7 separate regions of the Mus musculus genome follow, and all the other regions are linked to region 3. A link is a contact called in public HiCAR-type, HiChIP or PLAC-seq and promoter capture Hi-C data. All regions are on one chromosome and are shown on one strand. The core of a region is the stretch at or near the end of the contact, and the rest is flanking DNA. Distances in the headings are between cores, read along the strand shown.

What was found. Promoter capture Hi-C pulls out the DNA fragments that hold promoters and counts their contacts. HiCAR-type assays count read pairs that join an accessible place to other places. HiChIP or PLAC-seq counts read pairs in DNA pulled down with a chosen protein or histone mark. Capture Hi-C pulls out chosen DNA fragments and counts their contacts.
Region 1: a promoter capture Hi-C map of pre-B cells shows a contact between it and region 3, with 4 times the contacts expected there. The contact joins the promoter of Rchy1 here to the promoter of Ankrd17 in region 3. A contact is called at or near these places in 9 of 39 promoter capture datasets (the 3T3-L1 cell line, the C10 cell line, erythroid cells and 5 more), 4 of 484 Hi-C or Micro-C datasets (CD4 T cells, CD8 T cells and regulatory T cells), 8 of 115 datasets of contacts at active chromatin or transcription factors (the 230-238 cell line, astrocytes, cardiomyocytes and 5 more) and 2 of 9 other capture datasets (adipose tissue and liver).
Region 2: a contact with region 3 is called in a HiCAR-type map of astrocytes, with 6 times the contacts expected there. The contact joins the promoter of Sdad1 here to the promoter of Ankrd17 in region 3. A contact is called at or near these places in 3 of 39 promoter capture datasets (cranial neural crest, hippocampal neurons and liver), 2 of 115 datasets of contacts at active chromatin or transcription factors (astrocytes and double positive thymocytes) and 2 of 9 other capture datasets (adipose tissue and liver).
Region 4: a contact with region 3 is called in a promoter capture Hi-C map of pre-B cells, with 3 times the contacts expected there. The contact joins the promoter of Cdkl2 here to the promoter of Ankrd17 in region 3. A contact is called at or near these places in 7 of 39 promoter capture datasets (the C10 cell line, cranial neural crest, embryonic stem cells and 4 more), 4 of 115 datasets of contacts at active chromatin or transcription factors (embryonic forebrain, embryonic stem cells, large pre-B cells and 1 more) and 3 of 9 other capture datasets (adipose tissue, embryonic stem cells and liver).
Region 5: an H3K27ac HiChIP or PLAC-seq map of embryonic stem cells shows a contact between it and region 3, with 12 times the contacts expected there. The contact joins the promoter of Grsf1 here to the promoter of Ankrd17 in region 3. A contact is called at or near these places in 2 of 39 promoter capture datasets (hippocampal neurons and pre-B cells), 1 of 484 Hi-C or Micro-C datasets (cerebral cortex), 6 of 115 datasets of contacts at active chromatin or transcription factors (embryonic midbrain, embryonic stem cells, epiblast stem cells and 1 more) and 1 of 9 other capture datasets (adipose tissue).
Region 6: a contact with region 3 is called in a promoter capture Hi-C map of liver, with 3 times the contacts expected there. The contact joins the promoter of G3bp2 here to the promoter of Ankrd17 in region 3. A contact is called at or near these places in 6 of 39 promoter capture datasets (cranial neural crest, embryonic stem cells, hippocampal neurons and 2 more), 1 of 484 Hi-C or Micro-C datasets (embryonic stem cells), 6 of 115 datasets of contacts at active chromatin or transcription factors (astrocytes, embryonic stem cells, large pre-B cells and 3 more) and 2 of 9 other capture datasets (adipose tissue and liver).
Region 7: a contact with region 3 is called in a promoter capture Hi-C map of pre-B cells, with 7 times the contacts expected there. The contact joins the promoter of Utp3 here to the promoter of Ankrd17 in region 3. A contact is called at or near these places in 7 of 39 promoter capture datasets (the 3T3-L1 cell line, the C10 cell line, cranial neural crest and 3 more), 4 of 484 Hi-C or Micro-C datasets (CD4 T cells, embryonic stem cells, muscle stem cells and 1 more), 9 of 115 datasets of contacts at active chromatin or transcription factors (cardiomyocytes, embryonic forebrain, embryonic hindbrain and 6 more) and 1 of 9 other capture datasets (adipose tissue).

What each region holds. Positions count from the first base shown.
Region 1 is chr5:91,961,193-91,965,200 of GRCm38.p6, forward strand. It overlaps Rchy1 (ring finger and CHY zinc finger domain containing 1), which reads right to left and starts at 1,876. Exons shown (of 9, transcript NM_026557.4): 1 at 1,438-1,876. The coding sequence starts at 1,527. It also overlaps the pseudogene Thap6.
Region 2 is chr5:92,307,567-92,311,282 of GRCm38.p6, forward strand. Sdad1 (SDA1 domain containing 1) reads right to left here and starts at 2,458. Exons shown (of 22, transcript NM_172713.2): 1 at 2,226-2,458. The coding sequence starts at 2,315.
Region 3 is chr5:90,364,207-90,367,798 of GRCm38.p6, forward strand. Ankrd17 (ankyrin repeat domain 17) reads right to left here and starts at 1,979. Exons shown (of 34, transcript NM_030886.2): 1 at 1,461-1,979. The coding sequence starts at 1,841. Gm9958 (predicted gene 9958) reads left to right here and starts at 2,791. Exons shown (of 1, transcript NR_045618.1): 1 at 2,791-3,592.
Region 4 is chr5:92,041,675-92,045,336 of GRCm38.p6, forward strand. It overlaps Cdkl2 (cyclin-dependent kinase-like 2 (CDC2-related kinase)), which reads right to left and starts at 1,368. Exons shown (of 14, transcript NM_016912.2): 1 at 1,125-1,368.
Region 5 is chr5:88,673,818-88,677,426 of GRCm38.p6, forward strand. Grsf1 (G-rich RNA sequence binding factor 1) reads right to left here and starts at 2,354. Exons shown (of 10, transcript NM_178700.5): 1 at 1,941-2,354; 2 at 1-32. The coding sequence starts at 2,294.
Region 6 is chr5:92,081,381-92,085,240 of GRCm38.p6, forward strand. G3bp2 (GTPase activating protein (SH3 domain) binding protein 2) reads right to left here and starts at 2,364. Exons shown (of 11, transcript NM_001080795.2): 1 at 2,149-2,364. Gm46933 reads left to right here. Exons shown (of 2, transcript XM_017321256.1): 2 at 1,492-2,785. The coding sequence ends at 2,193.
Region 7 is chr5:88,552,397-88,556,243 of GRCm38.p6, forward strand. It overlaps Utp3 (UTP3 small subunit processome component), which reads left to right and starts at 2,066. Exons shown (of 1, transcript NM_023054.2): 1 at 2,066-3,694. The coding sequence starts at 2,218. The coding sequence ends at 3,627.

The DNA.
Region 1 (4,008 bases), core at 626-3,125, 1.6 Mb after region 3:
TATTAAATTCAGTTTCATACCACTTTGAAACTGTAAAAATATTTCAGTAGAAATGTAACCAAAAGAATATTTAATTCTTTATACAACATTAGATAATTGACCAGTCTGAAAAAATTCATCCAATGCAATGAATGCTCACCAGGCATGGCCTACAGAAAAGGGTTTAAGTTGCCTTACAGATCTAAGCCTATCACTTAGTCCTAACTTATAAGGTCAGTGACCAGCAGAGCTGATTGTGAAGGTGGCGAAGGAGGAGTTGATGACCACTGTGGGTGCTAGTTAATATATACTCCTAGTCATTTCTGGGGACACACCTCTTAAAACACCACATGTGCACTCTAGCATGCAATCATCACATGGTTTATAAAAGAGGGACTTTCCCTGTTGGCAGAGAAGGCTGAACCTAGAGACTCTCTGGTGAGGCCAGTACTCTAGCAATGACCTATATATACCCCCAGCCCCACCTCCTTTTTTTTTTTTTCTTATTTGCATTAGCATCTCCTGGCTGGTATTCCTTCTGCCTCTGCTTCACAAATAGCTGGAAGTATGCATCTCCTGGAGCTACAGGCCTTTACCACTAAGACCAGCTTCCAAACTTGTATATTTTATATGCAAGCTCTTTAAAAAGTAGCTTGCTCCAAATTACACAGCAAGTTAAGGACAATCTAAACTATGAAGGGAAAGCTATAGGATTCCAAGAGTCAAAGTTTCTTCTCAGTGGGAGGCGACTTCTGAAGACTGAAGCCAAGGCCTTCAGCATTATAAACTCAATTCTAAGGCTGAGTTATAACCCCAGCTCAAATCTCAGGCTTTCTCAACAAAATATTAAAACTGCTTCTTAAAAAAAAAAATCAGGTAAGTCTTAACTGTGTGAGAGTCATTTTTAAAAACTCTAGATGACTAGAACGTCTCAAGCAGGAAAAATGACAGCATATATGTATTAGGCACTCCTCCAATATCCAACTTAATGGCAATCACCCAACTCTCACTTCACACAGACATTTTCTCCTGGACAGGTCTGGGCATATTCCTAGACAAAAAAATGAAGCTGACAAGCCATACTATAAACTTCCTACACGTACAGAAATTATATTCTGATTCTTCCCTTGCTTATGCTTTCATCACTGCATCATACGCACTTGACAGAAATGCCAAGGCCCTTTCACTTCCTCATTCTACTGTCAACCGCAAATGACGGATAAACCCACAAGGGAGGTGAATTTAAGCAAGGGCCAAGTCTTTACAAACAAGAACTTGGCTTGCAGCGGCGATCGAGTACAGAGCTCCTGCTCGCCTTGCCAAAACGTTTCCTGCAAGGAGAGCCCAACTCCAGATGGCAGGTATCCTGACAAGCAGCTCGGTCTGAAGCTTCTGCCCAACCTGCCCTTGCCAGACCCGACCGCAGCTCATCGAGGAGGTACCCTCTAAAGTCGTCACCTTGAGGAGACAAGCTCTGTCATAGTGCTCGCAGCCCCGCGGCCCCTGCGCCAGGTTGCGGACGCCATCTTCCCGCGCCGTCGCCGCCATCTCCTCCTCCTCCTCCTCCACCACCTCCCCCTCACCAGCCACTGAACCTTTCCCCCAGCTTGGAAGCCACGCCTTAAGGAAGCAGAGTCGGTCGGACACCCGCTCCTCCTCGGAGCAGCGGCCACCAGAGTCAGGAAGGGGGGGTCCAATCACGTGATCTGCAGCATCCGGATTTCCGGTCCCTGGTGTAAGGGGTGGAAGCCAAGTGAGACGCTTAGTCCGTCGTCCACGTTAGTCGCTGTCGTCACTGCTAATGGTAGTAAGTCTTAGGTTGGCTCTTTTTCCCCGCCCCGGCATCGCTGCCAGCCCTGATTGCGGGCGAAGGGGACCGCTGCGTCGTCTGGCGGGCGCTGCTGCGAGCCGCCGGCGCCGGTGAGGAGCGGCCCCTCCCGCGGCTGCTCCGAAAGGGGGCGGGGCTCGGCGGCTGCGCGCGCAGGTCCGAGTGCCGGCGGCTGTCCCGGTCTCCTTTTTTCCCTGCGCCCCCTTTAGAAAATATTGTGCTGTCACCCACCCAGGACTTAAGAACGCAAAGTGAAAAACAAGTAGCCACGCCACGCCCCCGTGGAACTCACAAATGGGGAGGGGGAGAACGCCACGGCATTAGATGAGGTCACAACTTCCACACTGGAAGGACAGTCCTGTGTGGTGTCCCTGGGGAAGGAGACGCTCGAGCTGAAAGTTGAATGGCAAACAGTACGCCAGCAGGAGTTAGTGTGTACCAGACCTGTGGGAGAGAAAAATCTGGCCCGTAAGAACATGAGAGAAATAAAGAAGCCTGCAGAGTTTGAATCTCAGACCTCAAGGTGCATAACTTTATGTCCACTCTTACAAAATACCAAGACTTAGAGCATTTTATCAGCAAAACTTCAGGTGTTGGGATCTGGGAGAAGGGAGGCAATTGTCCGGGAGGAGATGCCTTTAGCTTAGCCCTGGAGTTACTAACTCGTTTTAATTCTCTTCCAGTTGTGTTAGGAGTTGCTAAAAACATGGTGAAAGGTTGCTCGGCCATTGGATGTGCCTCTCGCTGTTTACCAAATTCCAAGTTAAAAGGACTGACATTTCATGTGTAAGACTTTGCTGTACTCAAGCCAGATACTTTTAACTTTTTACTAAAAATGATTCTACCAGAGTCTGCAGTTACAAGCTTTTGTTCCCAGTCTTTTTAAAATAACCTTGTTAAATTTGAACTGACAATGGTCCCTTTATAATGTGCAAGTTTCAAGTGCCAAGGAATGAAAGACCAGATAGCACCCCCACCAAAAATAAAATACCCCCACGCACAAATTGTCAGGCTCGTCTTTGCTAATGTTTGCATTCTAACTGTGTTACGGTCTCTACTGTTCATATGTCGATCATCATCTAACTGAGGGCTCTGTTCAAATACCCATACCTTCTTTTTAGAAATAGATGAGGTGGAGTGGTTCACTGTAAACTACATGTTCAGATCAAGGATTATTTAGCTGTGTGAGTTTGAGGATTCTAATTTAGTGTTTAGCCATTCCTGTGACACCCTAGGAAGGGTCTAATAGGATTTAATAAGCATACTTAGGATGTTCGCAGCTTTTGTGAAGCACTGTTATTACTAGGGAAAGATCTAGTTACTTTACTAGGCAGGGAAATAAAAAGAACCTATGTGCTACCATGTCCCAAAACAATATTGAACTAGCTTAGAAATGTTGAGAAGTCTGATTATTGCCTCCTGTATATGTCAAAGTAATTGTAGCTCCAGAACCGTAGACGTGCCAGCTGTTCTCCGCATGAGTTCATAAGGCATTTATAGACCTGCTATGTATGAGTTGCTATACAAGTTATTTTCAGGTTTGACAGAAAGGAGGAAGTATAAGAGGCCCTCCTATTCATTGAAGACAAATTCTAGGTATCACCTCAGAAAGGGAAAGGCCAAAGGTATTCTTCAACCGCTGTAGAGAAAGAAAAACCTTTAATTGCAAATCTTGCTACAGGCTAAATGTCCACTGAAACATTCATATGCTACTATAAAAATTTAAGGGCTGGTGAGATGGCTCAGTGGGTAAGAGCACCCGACTGCTCTTCCAAAGGTCCGGAGTTCAAATCCCAGCAACCACATGGTGGTTCACAACCATCCGTAACGAGATCTGACTCCCTCTTCTGGAGTGTCTGAAGACAGCTACAGTGTACTTACATATAATTAAAAAAAAATTTAAATAAAAGCCATATGTATGAAGAATGATTGGCAGAAAAATCTAGATATTAAAACTGAGCTATGAGGCCAACAGAATGTCTTAGCAGGTAAAGGTAGTTATCACAAAGCCTAATATATGTATGTATATATATATATATATATATACACATACACACACATATATAGCTTTAAAATATATTCTTACTGTTTTGTAGATTCCCCACAGATGAAAACATCAAAAGAAAGTGGGTATTAGCCATGAAAAGACTAGATGTGAATACTGCAAGCATTTGGAAGCCTAAAAAAAGGAGATGTGCTGT
Region 2 (3,716 bases), core at 1,208-3,707, 1.9 Mb after region 3:
CGCTACACTTAAGTGACAATGTTCCTGCTTCATTTATTTCCACGACAGCTTCTGTGAGTCCTGTTCTCCTGCCTGGAACGCTCTGACCTGCCTGGCCCAATACTACCACTGCAGGAAAGGCTTCCCTTCCCTCAACAGTCTGCAGTCTCTATTCTAACATCCTCACCTAGCCTTATCTTACACAGGTACCGTCCTCCTAAGAACGAGAGTCCAAAAGACGGCATGGCTCCATTATCTGCTTACTTGTCCCTGTATTCTCAATGTCTACAAATATACTGCAGTGTGTGTGTGTGTGTGTGTGTGTGTGTGTCTGCACTAAAGCAGATGGAGGAGGCGGCTATTACCTTTCTTGAATACTAAAATACAAAGGTTGTTATTGAACCTTCCTTGGTTTCACAGCAGGTCAGAAATAGAACCAGAGCTTTGGGTCAGCTGTAAAACTAACGGTCTCAAGCACCCACTGACAGGATTTGGACAGTACAAAAAAAGAACGGAGAAAAGGGGGTGTCTGCGATGAAAAAGAAAGCAGGGCCAGGCCAGTGAAGACAACTCCAGAATGTCAGGAAGGCTTCACTGCTATCTCTCAGACTGGAGGCTCGCAGGTGGAATACGTCAAGAACCGTATAAACCAAACCACACCTTCCAATCAATAAACAGACTATAAAGGATTGAATTGACAACTCTCAACATAAATACAAAGGCCGGTAACTATGTGAAAAAGTGTGCAACATGCAAATTAAAATAATCTGAGATTCTATCTCACCTCATCGGAATGGCTGTCAGCAGGCAAAAGACAGACAGCAAATGTGGGAAAACAGAAACTATATTCCCCTTCTCTCTCACGCTCCACACACATGCACACACACACCACTGGTGGGGATAGAGTGGGAGCACACACACACACACACACACACACACTCGCACACACACAGCTCATGGTGCGGATGTCCATGGTAGAACCACTATGGACAAACTAAAACTGGCCTTCTACGGCCTGGTTTATAATAAAAGGACTCTGATCAAACACCATAGACACACTTGCACATTTGTGTTTACTGGTGCACGAACCACGGCAGCAAGAAGCAGAGCCAGCCTTTAAGTCCATCAACAGAATGTGTAGTGAAAATGTGGTACATGCATTTAGTTTTTTCCAATCAAGAGCTGAAACCATGACAACAGGAGGAAAGATGTTAAGAAATTAAACCAGACTCAGAGAGGTAGCCTGTTTCCTCTCAGAAGCAAAAGTCAGATTTCAATTTAGTTTGTGACACAAGTTAGAAAGGGGAACCCAGTAAGAGCTTATGTTTAATGTGTATTGAGAGCTTGCCTACTTGTATGTGCGTGTATACATATGCCTAGTATCCAGAGGCCAGAAGTCGGGTGTCGCATCCCCTAACACTAGAGCAACAGATGGTTATGAGCTATCATGTAAGTGCTGGGCCTTGAACCCAGGTCCTCTGGAAGAACAGCCAGTGCTCTTAACCATTGAGTCAACTCCCCAGCTCTGGAAGAAGAGACCTTAAAGGGATGCAGGGAACTGAAATAAATGTGATGTGTATACAGAAGTGAAGTGGGGGCTGTCTGAGGAGAGAAGGGGACCAGTAAGGGGGGGGGGGAGACAGGGAGGATTGGGAAGGGCGGTGTGTAAGAAGACAAATAATAAAGGCAAAGGCGCGTCTTAATCTATCTACCAGGTTAAGAGTACAAAGTCACGGCCTTCATTTCGTGGTTCTTATGAATTCACACACTTGGAGTATGCCATGCCCCTCACAAACTGGACCTAACAGAGTTTTAGACCGCACATTTCCCTCAAAGCATTTTTTTCAAATCTAGCTCAGGGTGACTCCCAGGGAGTTTGAACTGTGGCTTAACTACATCTTCTACACTCTTGACTGTGGGGTGGCCCTGCCATCTGAGAACTCCTTGCTCTTCTTGGCAGAGCTTGGGGCACTCGGGAGAGGCCGTCTGTGGAAAGCATGTTTAACACACGACTCATCGTATGCTAGGGGCTAACTCGAGTTTTTGCTCTGAGGCGGCCAACGGACGTTACCGGCCCACGTCGGCGAGGCGGGCGGATAAACCCGGAGGCAGCAGGTTTTAGGGTGTGTTTCAGTGTTGGTGGGGTCTGCATGTCCCGTCCCCCGTATCTCCATCCCCCGTCCGTTTCCTCCCCAGGCCCCCGGAAGCACACCGGAGCATCCCGGGGAGCCGGATCCCGGTCCCACCTCCTCCACGTAGGCCGGCGGGTCCCGCTTGATCAGGTTCTGTAACTGCGGCAGGTTGCTGGGCAGCTTGTTGTTGTTCCTGCCGGACATGGTGGCTGTGGGTGGGCTCCCTGGCGAGCAGTGCTTGGAAAACGTCCGCCTCTGTCAGTCGCAGCCCGGGCCCCGCGGCAGCTTAGACTCGTGGGTCCCAGTGTAACCGGAAACGGCACGTGGGACACGCCGCTTGCCCGACCGAGCTACGGAACGCTCAGAGGATCAAACTTCACCACCCTGCTGCAACTCTTTGTAGGCGTCTGCACGCTATCGGTCCCTGCCGGTGGACAACCGCTACTGGTTGTCACCAAACTCTGGAGCAGGTTTCCTTATCTCAACATTCTTTTCCACTGAAAACAATTTTTATACAATATATTTGATCATGTTCTTTTTCCTCCGCCAATTCCTCCCAGTTCTCCCCATCTAGCTCAGCATTCTTATGGTGGCCCAAATAAATGAGGATTAATATGGGACTCAGGTATGACAGCATACAACTGTAATCCCTGTACTCAGGAAGCTGAGGCAGGAGCATTATATTTGTTTGGGGCAAGCCCGAGGCTTACTCTGTCTCAAGAAAAACGACAGAAATTAAGCAGGGGCCTGGGGACTGGTTCAGGTGTCCTATCTCATAGGAGACCCTAGGTTTCTTCTCCAGCTCTCCATAAACTGCGTGTGTTGGCTCATGCCTGCAACCCGCATACTCAGAGAAGAGGCGGCGGGAGGGTTGAGACTCCAAGGTCATCCTCAGTTACATAGGAATTTGAGAGAAACCTGAGATACATGAGATCCTGTATTATAAAATGAGGATTAGGGGCTGGAGATGGTTTAGCAGCTAAGATCTGGTACTGCTGTAGGGACTCAGGCTCAGTTTGCAACACACGGTGGCTCTCAACCATCTATAGTTAACTCCAGCTCCTGAGAAATGTGTGCCCTCAGCAGGTGCCTGTGCTCACAGCACACATACCCACACAGAGTTGCACACACATCACTAAAACAAAAACCTTGTCAGAAATGAGAATCATTTTCTTTTAGGCTGTACTAAAGGTAGAAGAAAAAAATCCATGAGGAGTATGCTTAGAGAATATGTTTTAGAGAATGGCAAAGAGCAGGGGTGGAGGTTAGATTGTTTTTTTGTTGGTGTTGGTTTGTTTGTTTGGTTTTGTTTTTTGAGACAGGTTTCTCTGTGTAGCCTTGGCGGTCCTGGAACTCACTCTGTAGACCAGGCTGGCCTTGAACTCAGAGATCCATCTGACTCTGCCTCAGGAGTGTTGGGTCTTAAAGGTGTGTGCCACCACCGCACCCAGGCAACTCTCTTAATTCTAACCACAGAGGGGAAAACAGCTGTTGGATGGTAACTAGGTTTTTGTTTTGTTTTGTTTTTGTTTTGTTTTGTTTTTTTCGAGACAGGGTTTCTCTATGTAGCCCTGGCTGTCCTGGAACTCACTCTGTAGACCAGGC
Region 3 (3,592 bases), core at 729-3,228:
AAGTACAAACTACCCATACACATTTACCACAATAGGCCCAATAGAAATAACAGAAGGGACAAGTTTGGAGGTATATATATTCCTACTCTTAGAACTTTTTTCTACGATGTAGCTTCATCTAAGGTTAGGGAAAAAATGTTTGTCTTATTGCTAACAGGTGAGCCTCAAGTCTCTTTCCAAGGTCTCTACATAAACAGAACCTGGATGGGAAAGAAGAAATCAAATTAACTCAAAAGCAGCCTTTTACCAGGCTCTAGTGTGGCACGCAGTATTTCTGGATAATTCAATTAGTCTTCTCTTTAGAATCAACTTTTACAGCTTCTTTCCCTCTGCTGCCTCGAGTTACTATTTCCTCCATATTTGGGTGTTTAAAGCTTCCATTTCCTAATATTGACAAAAGGGTTTGTTCTAAAAGAACTAACAACTGGTAGGTCATAGTTTGCTATCAGTATGGTTCATTAAGCTTTTGGGTTAAAAGGAATAAGGTCCTACAACGCCGCCTGTCTGTAGACCCAGGAAAAACTATAAGGAGTTATGAAACCAGATCACTAGAACATAAGGCCTCCCTATCCCAATCACAACCATGCCCGGGTGCAAAACAGACACTTCATCCCTGCTTACTTTACAATAGATAAATAAATAAAGTTAATTAAATAAAAGCGGGGTATGGTTTGATTATTTCTTATTAAGGGAGAACCCGATGGATTATTACACATACACGCAGAGCACCTAACAATTTTTACGTACTAAGTCACTTGTAAACGCATATGGAGGGATAGAAGATCGGCTCATCCATAAATCTTTCACAAATCGAGGAAGCGAAGAGTACTTCAGCAGCCACGAGTTTAGAGAGAGAGAGAGAGAGAGAGAGAGAGAAAGAGAAAAGAAAAAGCCCTGCAGCAAAACAGTATGGAAAAGTACAGCCTCTCACGTGTCTCTCCCAGATACAAATACTTAGCTCCGAGTCCATTACAATCTTACCGCCCCTCCACAACTGCTCCCGGCCACCTTCCACTGACAGAAAACTACCAAGCTCGCAGTCGGTCCCCCGGAGACTCTCCTACCTATTATCTTACCCCTCCCGCTTTAGCTCCGCCCCCGCCCCGGGAATGAGGTGGCCTTACTGGCCCCAGAGAGACCACCCTTCGGCCCCAAAGTGCCACCCGGGAATCCGACCAATCAATCCCTCCACCCTTCACCCTGCGAAGCAGCATCCTCGGCTAGCCAGCTTCTCGGCAACTCCGTGCACTCTCCGGTCCTCCCACCCCCACGTGTCAGCTACCCTCCCCCACGTCCCCACACCTCACGACTCAGGCCGAGCAAAGAAAGGGGGCAGCCGAAAGCCCGGTCCCTCAGGGCAGATCGTAAGCCCCGAGGGCTCGGTCCCACCGCGAGTCCCCTCCCACCTTAGGCCCTCCACGGTCCCTTCCGCCCTCCTCGAGGTGAAACCAGGCCCTTGCCTCAGAAACCTCCTCTTCCTCGTCGTCGTCGTCCTCCTCTTCCTCGCTGTTGTTGCTGCTGGTGCCGCCGCCTCCTCCTCCTCCTCCACCGCCACCGCCGCCGCTGTTGTCGCTGTCGCTGCTGCTTTCGCTGCTGCTCGGGGGTCGGCAAGTCCGGTTCCGCTTGGCCTTGTGGTGCGGCGGCTGCTGCTGCTGCTGTTGCTGCGGTGGCTTCTTCTTCAGGAGCAGGTCGCAGACTCGCACCATCCCACGAGGAGAAGAGGCCGGGCGAGCCCCGCCGCCGACCTCCGCCGCCGCCGCCGCGGGGGGGGCCGCCACTGCCGCCGCCGCCGGGGGACTCCCTTCTCCCTCAGCCGCCGCCGGAACCGTCGCCTTCTCCATCCCCGCGGGAAGAGGGGGTGGGGGACGCGGACGGGGGAGGGGCGTGGGGGGGCTCCGCTCTACCGCGACTTCGGTCGCGCCGGGGCCGACACAGCGCTCCGGGCCGCCGCCGCCGCCACCGCCTCGGTCACCTCTACTGCCGCCGCCGCCGCCGCCGCTCCGCCAGCTCTCACCTCGTCTCGCGATACTAAGGGCGGGGAGCTTGGCGGAGGGAGGGAGAGAGGGAGGGAGGGAAGGGAGGGAGGGAGAGAGAGCGGGAGGGCTGAGGGGGGGCGAGGCGGAGCGCGAACGCCGTGCCCGGGAAAGCCGAGCAGGCGTCCGGAAGGAGCCGCCGGGGGAGTGCGCCTGGAGTGGCTTCCTCTGGGGAGACCGAGTCTGAGCGGGGACCGCAAGCAGGGACCGCGGGCGGGCGGGCGGGCGAGCGAATGAACGAGCGAGCGAGCAAGCGGGCGGGCGAACGAGCGCCTGGGTGGCTTGTCTTCTCCGCGCTACTTCCCCCACACACACAGCCCTGCAGCCCTCCCTCCTTCCTTCCTGGCTTCGTATTAGAACGCAGCCGCAGGCGGAAGCGCGGGTGACGCCATCAGCCGGCGCCGCGGCGGCCGCGCGAGCGCGGAGCCCTGCCTGCCTCTCCCAAGTGCAGACTCCAGGGCCGGGGAGTGGGCTCCCCCGCGAGCGAGCGAGCGATCGAGCGTGCGTGCGTGGGCGCAGGGAAGCAGAGGCAGTGGGATGGCGAGCAGTGGGGCCCGGGCTAAGTCGGGGGCGAGCGCAGAAGCGCGGGGGAAGCTGGGCGAGCGCGAGGCCTGGCCCCTCAGATCCGGGAGGTGGGGCCTCGCCCCGGACCTCCTGGATGGACTTTTCCTGCCTGGCCATTTTCTCCACCGCCTAAGCCAGAGAGCATTGGATCTTCCGAGAGAACTTCGTGAGAGGAGAGAGACTGAAGTCAGGTCCAAAAGAAAACTGTTTCCCCTCCACCATCCCTTGGAGCGATCACGTCCTCACTTAGAAAACTCTTGTCCGAGTTTGAGTCTCGGGTCCTAGGCTTCCTAAATCTGACTATTTTGTACACCTTTGTAATGTGCAGGAACGGAATCTAGTGATTTTTAAGACTATACACTTCCGAAGAGGTGGGTGTGGGAGCTGGGCCATCATCGTATGCATTTCTCGGTCTGGATTCTGAGATCATTTTGAGTACTTAGAAAACTTGCAGACCGATTGAAATGTAGCTTTCTTCTTCAAACAGACGTCTCCAGTGTAGCCCAGGCTAGCCTTGAACTGGCGATCTTCCTGAGATTATATGGGTCTGTACACCACCGTGTCATGTTTATGTAGCTTATTGAACTCAGAATTAGCCATTTCTGGGCTAGTACGAGTAGTGACATAAGGAAAATAAAGCAAACATCAAAGACAGATGTACTGGCACAAGATAAAAAAGTCCCTCAACTGACAAAGTTACCATTTTAAGACTTCTAAGTTTAGCTGAGTGCCTGATTTATTTTATTTATTTTTTAATTTTTTTTTTTTTTTGCATTTTCTTTTTAGTACTGGCATACCATATGAAATGTGGGCAGTTGCCAGTACACTACGGAGTACCACAGACGAATTGGTGATGACTAAATCAATTCATTGAGGCAAAACTTCATGTGTCTACTGTGTGTGTTATCTCTGAAATCAGAGTCTGTGTTTCCAGGGGCTTCTCTGTGTGTAATAGTAAATATACAAAATGCTAAACATCTGCCTAAAGCTGAGTT
Region 4 (3,662 bases), core at 118-2,617, 1.7 Mb after region 3:
GTGAAAATAATACAAATAGCTGGAATCTATAGCCTAGATCGTTTTTAAACATATTGTAATTGGCATCCTAGATATTTAAAGATGCAAAATGAACCAAATAAAAATGACCTTAATCATGTCTAAAAGGTTCTGAAACATATTATAACCTAGTATTATACAAGTGAACTAATCCAAATTTATTTTCCCAACCATGTAGACACACTACATAGAGCACACCTACTTGTTCAAGTGGGACTGTCTAAAATACCTTAAGAATATCATGGCCTAAAATATGCCTTGTTTCCTCAGTAACTTATAACCCATCAGTTTCTTGCCTTCTCACTCTTAAATCTATGGGTAGCACGTGGCATACAAAAAAGAAGTCTGGTGCGATGGCACTATAATAATTTAGGATATGTGCCATACAAGCATACTGTTCAAATACTACCAATGTTCTTTGGTTAAAATCAAACTGAAATTTCTTATACATAAAAGAACGAAATAACTGGGTTTTTACAAAGTATTATACTTACTATTTCTTCCAAACCCTTCACATGGAAAGAGCCAAAGGTTTTCAACTTGGAAACAAATTTAAGGTGATATGCATCTCGCTAGCAGATCTAAAAAGATGCTGACTAGCTAGCACACTAGCAATCCCAGTATTGGGATTTCCTCTGCGGACGCAATTACCGGTCCTAGGTGAAGCAGGCAGGGAGGCAGATTGGCTTCTGCCCTCCGCAAGCTCACACTTCCGAGGACTACGGGCCGCATGCTGCCGTCGTCAAGGCAACGACCTCACTCGGTCCCCAGCCATAGGCAGTCTCCAGAGAGAGAGAAAGGGCCCGAGTCAGAATGCGTCTGCGACAGGCAAAGACACAAGCACCTGTCAAGGACAACAGCTGCAGAGAAACGAACTGAGGAAAACAGAGCACCGCCGGCCGAAAGCCCTCGGGTCGCTCAGCTCAGGGAAGCAGCACCTCGCCAAGTAGCCCTAGGCGAAGGCGTTGGCCACCCTAGCTGCAAGGGGCGGCTCTCACCCGCCTGGTCCCGCCCCGCCTACGGCGGAGCCTCCCTGATCCTGATTGGCTGAGGCCTGTCGTCAGGCGTTGTGATTGGCTCTGTGCCACCCCGCCCCGCCCCTTCACCTGGAGCTCGCAGGTTCGCTCAGCTGACGGCCTCGTCCCCACACCTACGGTCTTAAGTTTGTAGGGACCTTTCTGCCGGCGCCAGGAGACCTCTGCTCTCAGGGGACCGCAGGTTGCCCCAGTGGCCACGAGGAGAGCCAAGGTGACGGTTCGCTGGGACTGAGGAGACCATGAGATTTCCCAGCTTGCCCGCCCGCGGCGCGGCGGGGCGCTGCGGGGCGCGGGCCCCACCCGGGGAGGTTCCGCCCAGCCGCGATTCCTCGCTTCCTTTCGGTTCCGGGCGGTGGACCGGAAGAGCCTAGTAGTTTATTTAGCCGAAATTGGTGGGATGAGATCTGTTGACAGACCTGACAGGAAAAAGGACCCTGGGACGCCAGCCTGGTAGGGAAAGATTTGGGGTGGAGCCCAGAGAGGACCAGAAAGCAAGAAAGGTAGGTGCTGACTGCAAGCGGCGCAAGCTGGAGCTTAAAGCTTGCCTTCAGCTTGAAGACTAGATTAGCCACGACAGGGCAAGATCGGAAGACCATTACCAAGCATATGCTGACGTCGTACGAGAAGCCGGGAAATGCTTTATCCCTCCTTATTAAGGGACTGAGATTGTAAGGCCAAATAGTTTTACTTGTATTCACCTATAGCCACACAATTTGTACTCAACTAAATATGTTTTTTTTTTTAATAGCTCGATCCAGGAAAGTATCCTTGATAACAGACACGTATATGCCTAGCCAGCACCCAGGGGTTATTCTTGCATAGTAAGGTGTAAGAGCAATTGTTTTATAATTTTTCTTAGTTCGGTACTGCATTAATCTCCCGGTGCTCAGTTACCATCATTCACCAAACTGCTTAAAATCGAGTTCCCGAACCTACAATTTTGAGAACCACCTCTGGAAACAGGGTATGGGTTTTTGGTTTTTTTGTTTTGTTTTGTTTTGTTTTGTTTTTTTGGGGGGGGGTTGTTTTTGGATAACCCAAGATGTGAGTTATAATGTAGCAATGAGCTGTGACCAACTTGAAGATAATTCCCATCGCTTTACTCTAGATTGTAACAAACCCCATGAGGTTTAAATAGAAAAATATTTATGAGTGTTCTGCCTGCTTGTATGTCTGTGCACTGTGAGCGTGCTTGGTGCCCACAGAGGTAAAAGAGGGCGTCAAGACCCCCTGGAACTGGAGTTACAGTTGGTTTCTGATTGCCGTGGGTCCTCAGGAAGAGTGACAGGTGTGCTTGGCCACTGAGCCATCTCTCTAGACATTCATGTGAACTTTTATGTACAAACAGGTTTATTAGGGTGGGAACCTCATATTTTACTTTTTTCCAGTTTTACAAAAAATAAACAGTTGAGTAGCAAAATTAGTGGTATACATGGGAACTGAAAGGACAAAGGCTATAAAAATGGTGAACAGGTGTTGCTTGAGAAAATATTTAAAAGTTGGAAATAACTGTAAAGGAACTAGAGGGTAGTCAAGAAGTACAAGTTCCTTTGGGAAATAGGGTAGTTCAGTGATGGCATGCTTGCTTGGACTGCACAAAGCCCTGGGCCCCACATCCAACAATTTATACACTAAGGCATGATGGTTGTGGCACAGCCCTCTAATCTCAGCCCTCGGAGGTAGGGAGCAGGAGTGCCGCAAAGTCAGGTCTCTCTCAGCTACTGACCAAGCTCAAGACCTAGCCTCTGTGAGGCACCATGAAGAAGGGAAGGGGGAGGAAGATTATTCTGTCTGTCATCCGATTACTGAAGAGGAAGGAGATAGATGTTATGTAGAACAACTAGGATTGCTGTTTTCTTCTTGAACCATAAAATAACTGGCAGAGAAAAATGGTAGGGAAGGAGGCAGCATCAGTAATTCCTGAAATACTAAGTGTAAGGGTTTATTAGTCCAGAAGAATTCAAGGAGAGAAAACATGCACATTACCTAGCCTAAATCTTTAGTAAATTTCATTTTTCTATTAAACCATACTGGTCAGCCTGGCACGTAGTGAAAACTTTAGTCCCCAGCAAGCATATGTCTTGAGTTCAAGGCCAGCCTAGACTATACTGCAGGTTCCAAGCCAGCCAGAGCTATATATTGAGACCCTGCCCCAAACAAAACAACAAACATACTGGTCAGATTGAGGCTCAAGAAAATAGTAAGTTTAAACTCCTAAAGGTAGGTAGTTATGACAAGTTTCAATTCAATAGGAACAGAATAAAACGTTTAGTGTGCCAACTGAATCTGTGCACCATGAATCTACAGTGGAAATGGACCTTGTTTCATACAGGATGCCAAGTTCCAGGGCAAGAATGGAGAAAATGAGGAATATAATACCTGGTGATTAAACACAGGAGGTAAGGAATCAAGAATGGTGGAAAGGCCAGGCATGGTGGCGCACGCCTTTAATCCCAGCACTCGGGAGGCAGAGGCAGGCGGATTTCTGAGTTCGAGGCCAGCCTGGTCTACAAAGTGAGTTCCAGGACAGCCAGGGCTACACAGAGAAACCCTGTCTCGAAAAACCAAAAAAAAAAAAAAAAAAAAAAAGAATGCTGGAAAAGCTGG
Region 5 (3,609 bases), core at 1,104-3,603, 1.7 Mb before region 3:
GGGAGGTCTTCCAGGTAGGTAGTTTTGGATTCCTTTCAAGAAGAAAACAATCGTAAAGACATTTCTTTGACAACCTACTTAGAAAAACTGCTTAACTCTACAAACAGATGCAGATGAGATTATTTCAGAGGTGAGAAGCACACTTCTCCACCCTCTGGTTTTGTTTCGTTTGAAAAGTGTTCGCCCATGTGGCCTAGGCTACCCCAAATGCACCACCATCCTGCCACAGTCTCCCAAGTGCTGGCTACCAGGCTAGCTATACCAGGATGGCTTTGGTTTACGTTTATATTTTATATCCTAAGGTGATATACAAGTACATTCCAGTGGTAGTACTACCACTAAGGGCAGGGCTACTTTCCAAACCCTGGGAGTAAGAGTACTTTCATTAAAAGCCATACAATGACAAATTATACCGCTTAATTGAAAATCACCCCATACACAAAACACAACCTCAAACCATCATCTCAAAGCACTGATTATCTGGAACAAGGCAAGATACAGAACAAGATGCCTTAAGTGTTATAATAAAAATACAAAATCCTGTAAATTAAAAAAATAGAAAACTACAGGGGAAAAAAAGAATAAAGATGGGAGATATAAAAGATAGGACATTACAATTTGGGAGGGGAGGGGAAGTGTTAGCATGTGAAAAACAGCAAACACATTTGCCCAAACTGGACAGTAAAATGAAGAGCCAAAGGCAAAAGGCACAGCAGCTGGCTATTTTGTGTTGGGCTCTATGAAGGGATACTTCACTTTGTAGGCAAAGGAAGTTAATAAAAAGGCATTGGGACATGGGTAAACGCCTTGAAAAGACTAATGTAAGAGAAAGTGGATAAGGGAAAAAAACAGAAAAGGCAACAGCAGAGACAGGCGCGGCAGGGGGCTCAAACTGCTACTTTCTGTTTCCCCAGAATTCCATAAACATCTTTACAAAATAAATAAGTAAATAAATAAATAAATAGTGCAGCAGAAAGTATTGGGCCGGGATTCAAATCAATTAGCTCAGCTACTGGCAGACATCAGCCATGCAGATGAACCACCCAGATATCACTAATTCAAGCAGACGCAAAACTAAATTAAGATAAACATGGCCAGTGGCGTTACCAGGTTAGGTAGACACTTCCCAGATGCCACATAAACCGCAAAAGAGAAATGTCCCACATATACAGAGGACCAAATATTTGCAATATGAATTCTTACAATGTCTTTCTGAAAAGACGGGAAACAAGGGAAAAGATCGTGGAGTGACAACCGAAGCCCCCAAGTCCTCACCCACGGACGCCCCCGCCCCACACACACACGTTCTCTCCCAGTTTCCCACGGTCTCCCCACAGCTCTCCGCGTCCGCAGAGCCCCGCTGCACCAAAGGTCCTTCTGTCAAGGCGAGTGGACTTGCAGAGGTGACCTTCAGTCAGGTGGACCGCCCGCCTCTCCCCGCGGACAAGGGAGAGGGACGCGCGGGGGCTGTCCCAGGCTAGCCCACGCTCCCGTGCGCGCGGGGCTGCGCGTCGGTGGCCGGCCGAGGAGGCCCGAGCCGCCCGGCCTACCGCTCCCACCGCACGCACGGCCGGCCCCGACCCTCCGCGGGCTCTGGCCGCTCAGCTTCACCTCCAGCGGGCATAAGGCTAGGGGGGAGTCGGGGTGGGGGGCGTCGGCGGCGCCCCCAAAACCTACCATGGGCCCGGCGGGAAACAAGGCCTCTACATTCACCCCAGCCACACTTACACTGCCCAACCGCCCAGACTCGGAGGGAACAAAACAAGAAGAGCCGGGGCCGTGAGAGCGTCCCTTGTTCCCGTGCCCAATAGGAGGACGGAGCGGGAGGGAGGCGGGGGTGCGGTGCGTGCCGCGGATCCCCGGGCGCGCACGCGGGGCGCTCGCGGACAGACCGACGCGGGCGCGCGGCCGCCGAGGGTCCCGCGCGCGGCGCCACGTACCTGACTGTAACCCCGCGCCGGGCCCGCGGCGGCTGCCAGCGATCGCGGAAACAGCGGGGCGCGCAGGGCCGAGTAGGACGCGGCGGCGGCCGCGGCGGCGGAGGGACGGGCAGGGATGGGACCCGCCAGCCTCCCGGCGGCCGCAGGCCCGAGCTGCAGGCCCCGCGTCTGCGAAGCGGCGGCCGCGGCGGCCCCGAGGAGTAGCAGCAGGCGGCGGCGGCCAGAGACGCCCGACGGGAAGGTGCCGGCGGCGGAGTAGAAAGGCAGGCAGGCGGCGCCGGTCCGCCGGCAGCTGCTGCAGTTGCAGCCGCAGCCCCGGAGCAACGCGCCTAGCACCCAGCGCGTCCCGGCCATCGGCTCCGGAGGCGGCGCGGGGCCTGGAGGTGGCCGCTGTGGCGCGAGCGGAGGGGAAGTGGAATCCAGGGCGGGGGAGGGGGCACCGGGCACATGCGCCGCGCGCACCCGGGGCTGAGACGAGGCTCGGAGGCGGAGGTGAGCGAGCGGCCCCGCCCAGGCTCCGCCCTCGGGGCGGGGCTTTCCCGCCGGTAAGGGTGTGGGTGGGGTGACCTGAGCGCCTCCAGAGTGGAAGTTGTCCCAGGCTCTCCTGCTCAGGTTAGAGCTGAGGTCTGCGGGTCACCGAGGCCCGGCGAAGTTTCCGGAAGGAATGGGTTACCTAGCTCTAAAACGTTTTGGGACGACGCTGAGGGGGCGTTGATACCCCAACCTCAAAATTCGTGCAGAAGGCCAACTTTGTTTTGAACGGAAGCACTGATTTTATAGTATATGTGAGATATGTATATAATATTTATCATATATTATATAAAATAAAGCCTTCCTTAGACAATATAGTCACAAGTGAAGGTGTAGAGATTTGCAAATAAATACATGAGTGGTTGTGCAGTTTTCTCCTATGTGGCAAGGACCTGTCAAAGGTAAAAAAATAAAAATAAAAAACTAAAGACAAATGGGAGTTCTTAGAGTAAAAATATGAAGGAGAGGCTGATTGGTTGTGGCGGGGGTGGGGTTAGGAGGCATCTCTGTGACTGGGTAGTGTAGTTCCGTGGCAGGGTAATCGCTTAGATCACCCCAACCTCCTCGTGGGGGTGAGGAGACCAATATAGGGCTCTCTATCGTGGAAAATCTTAACATATTTCAAAGTTTTTGAAATTCAATTCTTGTTCAACTTCCAGAAGTAAAGAAACCGCCTACATTTTCCACTGTTTCACCTTTATCCCAGTGCCAGCTCTAAAACTTTTTTTTTTAAGTTAACTATGTAATGGCAGTCATCCTATGGTATTCATCTTAAAACAATACGGACTTTTTTATTATTAGTTTAATGTATTAATATATGGGTGTGGCCACGGAGACCAGACAAGGGCATCGGATCCCCTGGCCCTGGAGTTAGAGACAGCAGTGAGCCATCATGCAGGTGGTGGGAGTTGAACCTGGGTCCTCTGAAAGAGCAGCCAGCACTCTAGACCCATAAGCCATCTCTCCAGCCCCAGTACAGACTTTTGAAAGGTTACGTTCTGATAAGTTACCTTTGAGACATTTAAGATGGTTGGGCTTAAACTTTGGCTTGTTTACTCTGGACTCCTTTTAGATTTAAGAAAACCAGGTATTTCACAAATGAAAACATATTTCTGTCCAAGAAGGAAAGAATAGAAAA
Region 6 (3,860 bases), core at 1,114-3,613, 1.7 Mb after region 3:
ATTTTGGTATTTTAATCTCTAATACAAGCTAGAGCTGCCCACACTGCCCTGCTACAAACAATGCCAACAATTTCTTCAAAACCAGAACTCACCTACTAATCCGGCTACTCAGGTCATTGAGTTAACATTTAGTCTAGATAGTAAACTTGCCCTAGGTTCACAGGCCAAGGCTGAACAAGAAACTGCCTTCATCATCAGCTAATGGTGGTTGGGTCTGGGTACTAGCAAGGCAAATTGGTGCCTTGAACATGTCATTCAGACTCTTAGCCAAAGTTAATCTTCTAAATTATCGAATGAATTCTTTACCTACAGACAGCCACCCACTCTGCAAACATTCCGGTACTCCATCTGAGGCTTGCTTCCCCCATCGCTAATTCTAGTTTTGTGTGCTTTGTTTGAGTCTAGGTCTTCTGTGTAGCCCTGGCTGTCCCAGAACTCTCTGTAGTCTACAGATCTGCCTGCCTCTGCCTCCTGAGTGCTGACATTAAATCGTGCATCCATGCCCGCCAATATTTTGATTCTGAATTCTCAATAACCTAAACCATCACAATAAACCAAGCCACTGGGAAACACACTTTGAAGCCGTTCTCACAATCAATTTGTCAGAACAAAACAATTTTCATACACTGAGATTAGATAGTGCATATGTCCGAAAACGGTAACGAAGGGACAATATATAATTCAGTCGTCCTAAGGTCCAAACTGACCGAACTCCCCCTCCCCCATTTTTTTGAGTCAGTATCTCACTGAGTAGCCCTGGCTGTCCTGTGGAAGTATGTAGACCAGGCTGGCCTCGAACTCAAAAGACCACCTGCCTCTAACTCCAGAGTGGTGGGACACTGGGTCCAAACCTAAAGACCATAAAGGGATCACTGAATTTCGCTAAATCAAGTGTTTACTCAAAGTTTGGTTCACATGCCTAGGGCTACAATAACTGCCAAATATGGAATTGGGACAAGAAATTACTATCCTCACTTAGAATTAGTGCATCCTTTTAAACTGCAGCTAATGGTTCCCCTGCCTAGGTACTTGGAACAAGCGAGGTATAGTGTCTAGAATCTAAAAACCAGAAACCTTAAGCTAATCAACTGCACAACAATCACACCCGGAGAGAAGGGGGCAATTTTCCTTGATTCAGATTTGCTGCACGTGTTTTGTTTTTAAGAAGCAAAAGGCATCTCCTCAATGTTTTTTGTGCTTTGGTTTAAAACTAGTTATATCTTGGGAGTAGAAATTGTGAACACGACCCTACAGCCCCCCCCCCCCCCCAAAGCACCACAGGGGTACCTAAATAAATCTGCCCTTAGAGACGCAGGAAAACCTCAATCAGACTCCACTAACGAAATCCACACCATTTAGGGAAACTTACGTTCTTCTCCCCTTGTCCTACCCCAAAGAATAGCAGGGGGAGAAAAGCCCATTCCCAAAGCACTGAAACGTCCTTTTTATTCCTGGGTAACAGGAGAGATTGTCTGCAGAAAAAGGACGTAGGAGACGCACGTTACAGTCCCAGTATCCGAACACGTTCGGGATAATCCGGGGAGGGCGGGGGGAAACGCCGAGCACCCGGCAAGTGGAGCGGCGGCCACCTTCAACCCCGGATTCAGTTTCCGGGCACAGAAATGGTGCCCGGAGGCCGCTACTTTCGCATCTGCGTTGCTTCTGCCTCCGCCGACACGGCCTCCTTCCCCTCCCCCACGGGCGGGGCGACGACCGGGAACTAGGGCCGCCGGCGAGCGGAGGAACCAGGCGGGTGGGCTTCCTACCCTGAAACCGCCTCTGCAGGAGCCCACTGCCCCGCTTCGCGGCTTGGCGCCCGTTGGCGCGCTCTGGGAGCTGGCGGCGGACAGGGTACCCCCGGGCTGCTTCATCCTAGCAATCCCCAGCCCCACCTGTGCCCTCCTCTGCACCACGCGCGCAGGTCATCCTCCTCCCCACGCAGCCTTCCGCTCACCTTGCAGGAAAGGCTCGGCTCTGCACGCACGCACGCACTCTTGCTGGCGTAGGCAGCCGGCGAGAACAATGTTTCCGCCGCACCAACCCCGACACCAAGCGCACACACCGGACGGTTGCCGCGAGCCGCGGAGCGGAGGGAAATGTCCCCTGCCGACCACCACACCGACCGCCCCTCTCGGCCCCCGTACACACCTCCAACCAACAGCGGCGGCGGGCACGTCGCGCGGAGGTCAGTAGTGTCGCGGGATCGGCCGCAGCAGATTCTCCTCCCTCGAAGCAACCCGAGGCTTCGGAATCCGGAGAGCCGCGAGCTCGGGGCCCCTCACAGCCACCTCTTCCCGAGAGCCTAGAGCTGCAACGAGCTCCAAGAACACGGACGTCCCGCCCCCTTTGCCGCCGCCCCCTCTTATTGTTTTACCCCTGCGGAAAGGGCTAGGGAACCCCCCAGCACAGCGCCAGCCAATCAGGCATCAGTTTGGAGAGCTAGACCCAACCTTCTCGCGTCCCACTGCGGAGCACGCGCAGAACGGCGCCGCGCTCGCTCGCTCGCTCGCTCGGGCGTCCGGAAAGCCAGGGAACCGGAACCGGCCTAAAGTCGGGGCGAGAGCCCGCTGATTTGACGTCACAAGGAAGCTGCCTTTCTCTTGCAGTGATGCTGAAGCCTCCCTGTCCTCTCAGGTGGCGCGAACAAAAAAGATGGCTCGCCGCTAACCAGTGGCTTTTACAAACGGTTATTCCTGGAGCCTTTATTCGTGATAAGAGGGAGCAAATTTAGTAATGGTCCTGGTTGCTGCGTTATCGGAGCATTAAAATGCAGTTTTGAACTCTGCACAGTGAGCTCACCTGTATTGCTTAATTAGCCTGTTTTAGGAAATGGAGGTTTAAAAGTCTTTCTCATCAATGTCAAACAGCTAGTTTTAAATAAGGGTGCCGAGCTATGGAGTATGGGGAAAGTATGACATAGGCTGTATGGGCTTGGGGCTTTTGTATGGCCTTGGTGGCTTCATCCTTAAATGGAACTTACTGGAACAAAGGCTGAAAGGCTTAAAATTTAAAAAAGAAAAAAAAAGCCACTTATAAATCTATGCCACTGGGACTTAGTTATGGAAACAACACTGCTTCATGAACCTTGATTCATGGGGAAAAAAAAGCCTTTGTAGACCAAATGTTACTTTGCCACTAATAGCAATGTTTTCAATTTCAAGATAGCAGAAGAAACTGGGAATGAAGCTATGAAACGGTGAAAGGAACGGAAGGGCAATTGAGAGGAATAGAACACATTTTAATCAAGCAAAATGCAGGATTAAATACATCCTCAGTTTTCCCTCACAGTAGAGATTTCCTAGAAGAAGAAAAAAAAAAGGTTCACAAAAGGCAATGCTGATTGGTACTTGAGCCTCCAAAATCTACACTGGCATTATTTTGGATTGCTTAATAATTTTTATATGCAAAATATATAGGCAGACCATCATTTATTAAATGACTCTGAGATGGTTTTTCTTAATGCATTACTTCTGCAGATTACCTTTTAAGTACAGTGTTTATAGACCAGATACGCTACTGGTATTTTATAAAAGTCACTTATGTCTCACAAAAACCCACTTACGTAATTACCTATTTGAATGCACACTTTACAGATGAGGAAAGTGAGACTTACGAGACGGTTTACCCTAAGGACACGCTCGTATTACTCATCTCAGCCAGGCTCGGGGCTACATACCTCTAATCCCAGCACCTGGGAAGCAGAGGCAGGAAGATCACAAGGTCTAGGCTGACCTGGTCTACGAAGCAGATTCTAAGTCAGCCAGGGGTACATAAGGAGACTCTCTCGATAATACTCAAACAAACAAGGACTACTCATGTTAACACAAGCACTCTGCATCCATACCCCACACCCCTAATTG
Region 7 (3,847 bases), core at 816-3,315, 1.8 Mb before region 3:
CCTAGCCAAATGGATGGACCTGGAGAGCATCATCCTGAGTGAGGTAACACAATCACAAAGGAACTCACACAATATGTACTCACTGATAAGTGGATACTAGCCCAAAACCTAGGATACCCACGATATAAGATACAATTTCCTAAACACATGAAACTCAAGAAAAATGAAGACTGAAGTGTGGACACTATGCCCCTCCTTAGAAGTGGGAACAAAACACCCATGGAAGGAGTTACAGAAACAAAGTTTGGAGCTGAGATGAAAGGATGGACCATGTAGAGACTGCCATATCCAGGGATCCACCCCATAATCAGCATCCAAACGCTGACACCATTGCATATACTAGCAAGATTTTATCGAAAGGACCCAGATGTAGCTGTCTCTTGTGAGACTATGCCGGGGCCTAGCAAACACAGAAGTGGATGCTCACAGTCAGCTAATGGATGGTTCACAGGGCTCCCAATGGAGGAGCTAGAGAAAGTACCCAAGGAGCTAAAGGGATCTTCAACCCTATAGGTGGAACAACATTATGAACTAACCAGTACCCCTGAGCTCTTGACTCTAGCTGCATATGTATCAAAAGATGGCCTAGTCGGCCATCACTGGAAAGAGAGGCCCATTGGACACGCAGACTTTGTGTGCCCCGGTACAGGGGAACGCCAGGGCCAAAGGGGGGGAGTGGGTGGGTAGGGGAGTGGGGGTGGGTGGGTAAGGGGGACTTTTGGTATAGCATTGGAAATGTAAATGAGCTAAATACCTAATAAAAAATGGAAAAAAAAAAAAAAGAAAAAAAAGACAAGACCCCATGTGGTATGCATAATCACGACTTTGTATATCCTTTTAAATAAGGAAGCTGACATAAAAGGTCATACATTTGAGATAGCTTAGGTGGTAGCCCTGTCTACTAAGCTTGACACCAGTTCGATTCTCTTAGACCCATATGTCACTTCTCCCATTTGACTGAGTTTTCTGTTTGGTGTACCCGTGCGCCCTCCTAAACCACAAGGTCTCCTATTTTGGCCTTTATCTCTTTTCCTTTTCCTCTTCTTCCTCTTCCCTCCTCTTTCCTCCTCCCCACTTCTTCTCCCCTTCTCCCTCTCTCCCCTCTCCCTCTTCTTTCTCTTCTCCTCCCCTCCCTTGTTAAATCTATTTTGCTCATTTCCTTCCTTCATTCTCCTCTCTCCTCTCCCCTCCCTCCCTTGTTAAATCTATTTTGCTCATTTCCTTCCTTTATTCTCCCCTCCCCTCCCCCCCCCCATCTCTGCCTAAAACGCTGCCACGGAAGTTTGGTGCTTGATCAATGTTGAAGAACACAACAATGAATAATCATTAAATGTTGCAACCCAATTCTATACATAGGAGGCTGTCCGCGGCTGACAGCCTCACAGTTTTCCAGAACGTCTAGAAAAGCGAAGCTATTCCAGTAGAAGGACACCGCGCGTCTTTTACTCTTCCCGGTTACATCGTCCCCAAAAAACCCCGAAGTCCTCTCTCGGGTCGCCTAAAAGCAGAGACTCGCCGCGCGGGGCCCGGAAACGCGGCGCCTACGGTAGCAACTCCCAGGCAAAAACAGAGAAAAGCACCAATCCGGGAGGCTGAGGCTGACAACATGGCGAGTCCCGGCTTCAGAAGTCAAGACAGACAAAAAACAAAACTAAACAAAACACAAACAAAACCCTGACTAACTTCCACTCTGGCAAACGGAGAACACGAAACCGTGAGCTGGGCAACTATCTAGCGTGGCCCAGTGGGCGCCCTGCCGACGCGTGGGAACGTAGATGCCCCGCGCCCTCTGTCGGCCGCGGGCTGTCTCGCGGCGTCCCTGGCGGGATTCCGGCTTCACGCCGGAAGTCACCAGAGAGAGAGAGAGCTCGGAAGTAGCCACAAAAGGATCCGCGGAACGGAAATATCCTTGGCCTAGCGTTCCTACCCGGAAGTTTTCATTCGCCGGAACCGACTGGTTTTTAAAAAGACACGGCGGCGGGATTACGCTGGGGGGGGGGGGGGGAGCGGAAGTTTAGGCGCGCGCGCTGCGCGGAGAGCACCCTGGGAGCGGAAGGAAACAGGCCTTTCCCAGACTCTCTGCTCCGGTGGTCACCGACTTGGGTTCGCGGAGCGTGCTGGTGCTGAAAGCCTCCGCTTGCCGGCATCATTCTGGGCGGAGGTCAGAAGTGGCGGAAATCGCGGCGTCGCTTGGGAACCCGGGACCGCTGGTGAGCCATGGTGAAGAAATCACGGCGGCGTGGAGCGGCTCAGTGGGCCGCCGTGCGGGCCCAGGCAGGTCTCACCGCCACGGACGAAAATGAGGACGACTTGGGGTTGCCGCCCTCTCCAGGGGACTCCAGCTACTACCAAGACCAGGTAGATGAGTTCCATGAAGCGCGATCTCGGGCAGTCCTGGCCAAGGGCTGGAACGAAGTCGAGAGTGGGGAGGAGGATGGCGATGAGGAGGAAGAGGTGCTACCTCTAGATATTGATGATGGAGATGACGAAGATGGAGAGAGTTCGGAGGAGGAGGAGGTTGGAGAGGATGATGACGGCGGAAGCTCCGTGCAGAGTGAGGCTGAGGCCTCTGTGGACCCTAGCTTGTCCTGGGGTCAGAGAAAAAAGCTTTATTACGATACGGACTATGGTTCCAAATCCCGAGGCCGTCAGAGTCAGCAAGAAGTAGAAGAGGAGGAAAGAGAAGAAGAGGAGGAGGCACAGATAATTCAGCGGCGCTTGGCCCAAGCCCTGCAAGAGGATGATTTTGGAGTCGCTTGGGTGGAGGCCTTTGCAAAGCCGGTGCCCCAGGTAGACGAAGCTGAGACAAGGGTTGTGAAGGATTTGGCTAAAGTCTCGGTAAAAGAGAAGCTGAAAATGTTGAAGAAAGAATCACCAGAGCTCTTAGAGCTCATAGAAGACCTCCAAGCCAAGTTGACAGAGGTGAAGGATGAGTTAGAACCCTTGTTACAGTTGGTGGAGAAAGGGGTCATTCCAACTGGAAGAGGAAGCGAATACCTGAAGACTAAGTATAATCTCTACTTGAACTATTGCGCCAACATTAGCTTTTATTTGATCTTAAAAGCCCGGAGAGTCCCTGCACATGGACATCCTGTTATAGAAAGGCTTGTTACCTACAGAAATCTGATCAACAAGCTGTCGGTTGTGGATCAGAAACTGTCCTCTGAAATCCGTCACCTCCTCACAGCCAAGGATGGTGCTGTAAAGAAAGAAATGACTCCAAAAGCAAAATTAACCAAAACCAAGCCCAAGTCTGTAAAGCAGGCTGCTGCTGTTGCCCTGACTGATGAGCCTGATTTTGATGGGGCTGCTCTCAAGTACTATAAGGAAATGGAAGACAGGCAAGAGTTGAAGAGAAAGAAGGAAGAAAACAGTGCTGAAGAACAGGCTCTCGAAGAACAAAATGCAAAGAGAGCCATTACCTACCAGATTGCTAAAAATAGGGGACTTACACCCAGGAGAAAGAAGATTGATAGAAATCCCAGAGTGAAACATAGGGAAAAGTTCAGAAAAGCCAAAATCCGACGACGAGGCCAGGTTCGTGAAGTTCGCAGAGAAGAACAGCGGTACAGTGGTGAACTCTCTGGCATTCGTGCTGGAGTTAAGAAGAGCATTAAGCTTAAGTAAAGTTGCTCTTTGGCCTAGCTTTTGGCAATTATTTTAGGTCAATAAAAAGTGTTTTGAAGTAAAGTGATTGTGTTTGTAATACCTATTTTTTTTTCTTTAAGTTTAAAATTTGTTGTCAGCAGGGAATTAGGGGTTGCTGCTTTGGGCTTTGTTGGTTGGTCTTTTGTACTGGGTGCTGAGAACTTGAACCTGGAGCCTGTGCATAACTAACCAAGCACTC